2 separate regions of the Sus scrofa genome follow, and region 1 is linked to region 2. A link is a contact called in public Hi-C data. All regions are on one chromosome and are shown on one strand. The core of a region is the stretch at or near the end of the contact, and the rest is flanking DNA. Distances in the headings are between cores, read along the strand shown. Region 1 overlaps FOXP1 (forkhead box protein P1). Region 2 overlaps FOXP1 (forkhead box protein P1).

Region 1 (2,812 bases), core at 146-2,645, 180 kb before region 2:
AGAGAAGGATTGAAGCGCTCACACATGCTCCCCTTCCTATCAGGTTGTGTAACCGATTAGGCAGAGGGGGCCTACTCTTCCTGGGGCACAGGGACCTGAAGGAACATGGGTTGCAAACCCCATGAGATGGCCTTGGCCATGGGCTCCCAGGTCTCCTGGCCTATCTGATTGAGCTACATTAAAAAATTTATAATGATATATGTATTGTATATATATTCTTATATACATACATGTGTATATGAGTGTGTATGAACACGTATACTTACATTATGTGGGTACATAGGATTCCAGGTATAGCATTCTAAAACCTAGGGAGAGCCAGAGGAGAAGACATTCAGTTTGAGTTTTGTGTCAGAGTCCTTGCAGGAAATAGGTGGCTTGTACCTCTTGTGGGTCTGAGAGAACATGGGGAGGGCTCATCGGGAAAGCTGGGGGAGAACAGCTGCATGGGAAGGGCTGCCTGGCAGGAGCTGTGATCTTTCGGAGTCAACTTCCAGTGCCTGGGTGGGGAGAGAGCCTGGTTGCTAAATGCCCCATCTTCTCTGTCCTTCTGAGATGAGACCTCCAGTTGCTGTGCCAGCTGGAAGTTAGAGGACAAGGGTACCCATTGATGCATCCCCACAGGGCTCCCTCCCAGGACACGGCAAGGTGGGAGGTTGAGGCAATACGGCAGATGGAGCATCTGGAGGAGCACGTGGAAAACCGTGCAGTGCATTTTGTTCTGTGAACTCCTTTGGGTATGACCCTGCCATACTCGCTCAGATGATCCCTGGGACAGGTGTGGGTGGGAACGGACTTCCCAGATCTTTAGGGTGGCTAGGGAGCAGTGCTTTCCAAAACGTGGTGCCTGGGCCAGTAGCACCAGCATCACGTGAGGACTTGCTGAAGATTTTCTGGCCCCACCCTGAACCTACCGAATTAGACATTCAGAGGGAGAGAGGGGCCCAGGAATCTGTATTTTATTAGCCCTCCCAGAGGAGAATCTGGTGCTTGGTCAAAATTGAGAACCACTGCTGGCTGTCTTGAGGCATTGGATGGTCAGCAAAGTATGTCACTTTGCAAAGATGGCCACTGTTGTCTTGCTTGGAACTGCCAGTGATGAGCATGTTGTCTGTATCAGTCCGCTGCTTGGCAGCTCTGCAGACTGCCAATCCTTTTTATTTTTAGACTAGGCACTCTTCAAAAGAAATGGAATAATGGATTACATGTAGGCCATGGGGGCTTATCCCCAAGGCAGTTCATGCCTTTAATTTCCAAGTGCTCCTCTCAACCATGCAGGGAAGTACCCGACAGGCCTCAGACTTTGGAGGTTGTTTTTGAAAAACAGATGCAAATACTGCCTGTGCTGTTGTTGTTTTCCCGGTGCCTGGCAGTGTTTGGTAAACAACTTGATTGCTAGGTCTTGGCCTCAGGGAACCACAGCTGCTCTTTCCAGCTCCCTGCAGACTTTTGTACCGAGCAAGGATTGCTTCAGGGAAAAATAAACAGGGGAGAACAAAACAAAAAAACATCACTGTTGTTTTGTGGCTGCCTCTACCTGTTTTCCTGGAGTTGTTTTGCAACCATGGTCCCTGAGCTTTGGTTTCTTATTGGTCCCATGACCCCCCGGGCTTCTGTCTCCATGGTTAGACCACAAAGTGGCCTCTGGTCTTGGAAAGCCCTGTGTAGTAGCCACTGGAAGGATCTATGCATTTTTAAATATGTAAATTGAAAACGGAGAAAGCTTCATTCTTTCTAATGACCCCCAAGATGGTAATCTGGCTTTTCAAATCTCCAGAAAAGCAGATTGAATATGGCACAATTAATGGTTCAGCACTTCTAGGCTTTTCTCTAAAATATCTTAATGGGCTTTTAATTTATTGCAGCTCCTTACTGGCAGGGTTAAGGCAGAGTTGCTGCTGACCCCCTGGGCCCAGGTGCTCTCTGGGGCTCTAGTGAAGTGGAAGAGAACAAAGGCCAGCTGGACCTTCAGCCATGACCTCCCAGGCTGAGCCCCTGGGGCTCCCTGGATTCCTGGCCTGAAGTGGTGCAGCCTCTTCAGAGGCAAGGATGCATCTTCATCAGCGATCCTTGGGGTATCTGGTAGAAATGCAGATTCCGGGGACCAGACTGAGAATCTCTGGACTCTGGGGGCAGGAATCTGCATTTCAACCCGGTACCTTCATTGCAGAGCAGGTTTGCAGTCAGCCTTGGTGACAGAGAGCCAGTGTGAACAAGTGGGCCTGGGTGGGGAGCAAGTGACAGTGTTATCCAACTTTTTTTTGAGACCTGCATGTCATTTTAAGGCATTTACTTTTCATTTACTCACAAGTTCTCCATTACTTTGGCCCCCCTTTCTTCTTAAATCAGGGGACCTTCTTCATGAAATCTTTTTCTTTGGGCCCCAAATGCATCTTTTCTGAATATCCTTGGAGAAGAGTGATAAAATTTTTTTTTGGCTCTGCCCATGGCCTGGCCTATGGAAGTTCCCCCAGGGCCAGGGATTGAACCCAGCTGCAGCTGCAGCCTATACCACTGTTGCAGCAATGCCAGATCTTAACTTGCTGCACCACAAGGTAACTTCCGAAAGGTGATAAATTTCTGTTTGTCTGAAAAGGTCTTTATTTCACTGTCATTTTTGAAAGGTAATTTTTCTGGGCATACCAATCTAGGTAGACAGTTTTTGCCTCTGGGTTGTGTTCTGGATATTTATTTGGATACTGTCTTCTGTTTTTGTTTTTTTTTCTTTTAAATTTCAGTTGCTATGTTTTTCAATTTTAGAGGTCAGAGTTTTGGTTAGAGTTCTAGAGCTTGATTTTATGGTATTATGTAT
Region 2 (2,773 bases), core at 172-2,671:
GAGCGAGTTCAGGCAACAGCTTCATCTAGTGCACTTTTGAGTAGCTTTGCCTCGTTGAAGACCATATGCTGAGCTTGTCAAAGTCATCTGCCCGTTTCAGCCATTCTTGTTTTAGGAACGTTAACTCTCTGTATTGGGGAAGCAGTGTCACAGGCAAACAGCCGTGCTGGGCTTCTACCAAATGTCCCTCCTCCTTTGTCATGTTCTGGGGGCATTGGGTGGCACTTTATTGTTATCAGTATTACAGGGTCCCCAGCCTCAGTGTAAACGGAGCATCCTGTATGTATCAGAGACCTTTCCAGCTAAGGAGCCAAGAGGATGAGCCCCATAGAGTTCTGATCACACCAGTATTTCTCAGTGTATTTCTAATGGGAGCTAGAGAGATGGGGAGCTTTGGGAAAGCCTAGAGATGGAAGCTGGGATCTGCAAGTGTCCGAGAATTCAGGAAGAAAGGCATGGGAAAGGAAATGGGCTGAAAAGGAGCCAGGAAAAGTTGCCTCATCATTTGACATTACTCTGGTGGCCGAAAGGTAAGTGGCTACTCTCGGGTCACTTGCAACACGGTGGGCACATGACTGCCAAGTTTTGCAGTTTAAGGACTAATAAAGTGAGAATGTGGGTAATACTGGAAGAAGGTGCTTTTCAGGGAGAGATCCCTGGGAGATCCTCCCAGCTAGAGTGACCACGTGAGTGGGTTCGTTCTTTTTTGTTTGTTCTGTTTTTGTTTTTTGCGTTTTGCGGCACATGGAAATTCCCAGGCTAGGGATCAAATCAGAGCTGTAGCTGCTGGCCTACGCCACAGCCACTGCAACACCAGATCTGAGCCGCATCTGGGACCGACACCACCACTCATGGCAGTGCCAGATCCTTAAACCACGGGGAGAGGCCAGGGATTGAACCTGCGTCCTCATGGATGCTAGTCGGGTTCGTTACCACTAAGTGGCAACGGGAACTCCTGAGTTCATTCTTGAGTGTCTTTGTTTCTGGGTCAACATGCCCACAGGAAAGTTGAATTCTGGAGCTCCTTTGCGGGTCTTTTCTATGTGCACCCAGAGTGTTCGCCATTGCACATAGAATGATAAGAATATAGGAGCTGCAGTGAGATACAGATTTGATTTTATTTAGTTCCCACACTGGTCCATGGTGTTCATTCCATATGTATTTAGAGAACAATGACCATAAATAGCTACTCTTCGGTGCTAAGAGCCAGCATGTATGCAAGACAGATGAAGTGCTTGCCTTCATGGAGTTGATATTTTGATATTTTGTCCCCAACTGAAATGCACAGAGTCGAGATGATTCTGACTAGTTTTGTCTATTGCCTAAACGTTCCCAGAAAAACCAAACAAAATGTTTCGCCACAGCTTGGAACCGCCAGGAGCCAGATGTGGCCACGGGAAGAATATCTCCGAGAGCTTGTCATCTGGCTCCAGCTGTGCTAACCTAGGCCTGGTCGTCAGCCACAAGTTGTGTCTGCCAACTGGTGGCCAGACACGACTGCAGGTTTAAACAATTAGCGGAATCCCTCACCCGGTGGCTGGATTCACTGTGTGTGTCCTAAGGTTACCAGCCACCCTCCAGACCAGGAGCCTCTGTGGTCCCAGGCAGAAACACCCACAAGAGGACCAGAAATCAGCCCCTGGGGAAAACAGCCGAGGCCTTCTTAGATTAGAACATGGAGAGGGATGCAGGGGAAACCACTGTCAGCAAGAAAAGAGACATAAACCAGACATGGTCCCCACCATGTGAGTCTTGATTCCAACCAAGCTCTTGCCTGACTCGGGATCCCTGCTTCTAACCTGCCCCTGCAAAAAAGCAGAGAGAGGAGTTGGCCTGTGGGTTTTCTCTTTTCCCAGTGACAGTTATTTTTCACCATTGTCTCTTTCTGAGACCCATTTATGATGAGCTATGTTGATTTAACCTAAAACGCAAAGTGTTTTTTTTGTTTGTTTTGTTTTTTGTTTTTTGCTTTGCTTTTGAGGGCATATGGAGGTTCCCAGGCTAGGGGTCCAATCAGAACTGTAGCTACCGTCCTACAGCAAGACCACAGCAACATGGGATCTGAGCTGCATCTGCAACCCACACCACAACTCATGGCAATGCTGGATCCTTAACCCACTGAGCGAGGCCAGGGATTGAACCCGCAGCTTCATGATTCCTAGTCAGATTTGTTTCTGCTGCACCACAATGGGAACTCATCCAGGTGAGGTCTTAATTCCCACCTTCGAAAGCAATTGGCTGACTCCGGATGCACCACAACTTTTTCAGACATCTCTTGTACCCGCTGGCCCAAATATGTTTATACATAAATACAAAGCTTCAGCCTACCTGCTGGGAACGATTTATAAAATGTGGAGTCCCTGGCTTAATGGAGCAGGCAGTCTCTGCTGTCCTGTGGGAATATGATGATTTTGATCACTCATAATCGTGCACATTCCCGATACCACAGTCGTGGCTCAGTAAATGTAGAATGAGCAGAATAAGGAAAACTTCTGGGCAGCCTGCTAATGTTTAAGGACAGTGACGAAAAATGAGTGAGGTTATTTCAAATAACGAATGAGGGATACAGTCTACACGTTAGAGCAAAAACGGAAATAAAGGTTTAATTGGAATAATTTGAAGATTCTTTTTTGATGTCCACCTCTAGTGTCTGATGATCACAGGAAACAGAATAGCAGAGAGGAAGCTTTCAAAAGGGGGATTCTTTTGAGCCTACACACATAGATCTGTGGGGAAACATCTTTTTCACCATGAAGTTCTGAGTGGTTTATCA

What was found. Hi-C and Micro-C count contacts between places; a contact is called where the count stands out from the background.
Region 1: a contact with region 2 is called in a Hi-C map of liver, with 4 times the contacts expected there. The contact joins two enhancer-like sites. A contact is called at or near these places in 5 of 47 Hi-C or Micro-C datasets (embryonic fibroblasts and liver).

Annotation. Positions count from the first base shown.
Region 1 is chr13:52,881,409-52,884,220 of Sscrofa11.1, reverse strand. The region is part of intron 2 of FOXP1 (forkhead box protein P1); the gene reads left to right. Among named protein-coding and RNA genes, the nearest start is that of FOXP1, 92 kb to the left of the region's middle. Within about 2 kb of position 1,395, at least 3 of the 83 cell types and tissues checked have an H3K27ac peak or open chromatin away from gene starts, as enhancers often do. A contact at or near this core is called in liver, where this site is marked.
Region 2 is chr13:52,703,094-52,705,866 of Sscrofa11.1, reverse strand. The region is part of intron 4 of FOXP1 (forkhead box protein P1); the gene reads left to right. Among named protein-coding and RNA genes, the nearest start is that of FOXP1, 270 kb to the left of the region's middle. Within about 2 kb of position 1,421, at least 5 of the 83 cell types and tissues checked have an H3K27ac peak or open chromatin away from gene starts, as enhancers often do. A contact at or near this core is called in liver, where this site is marked.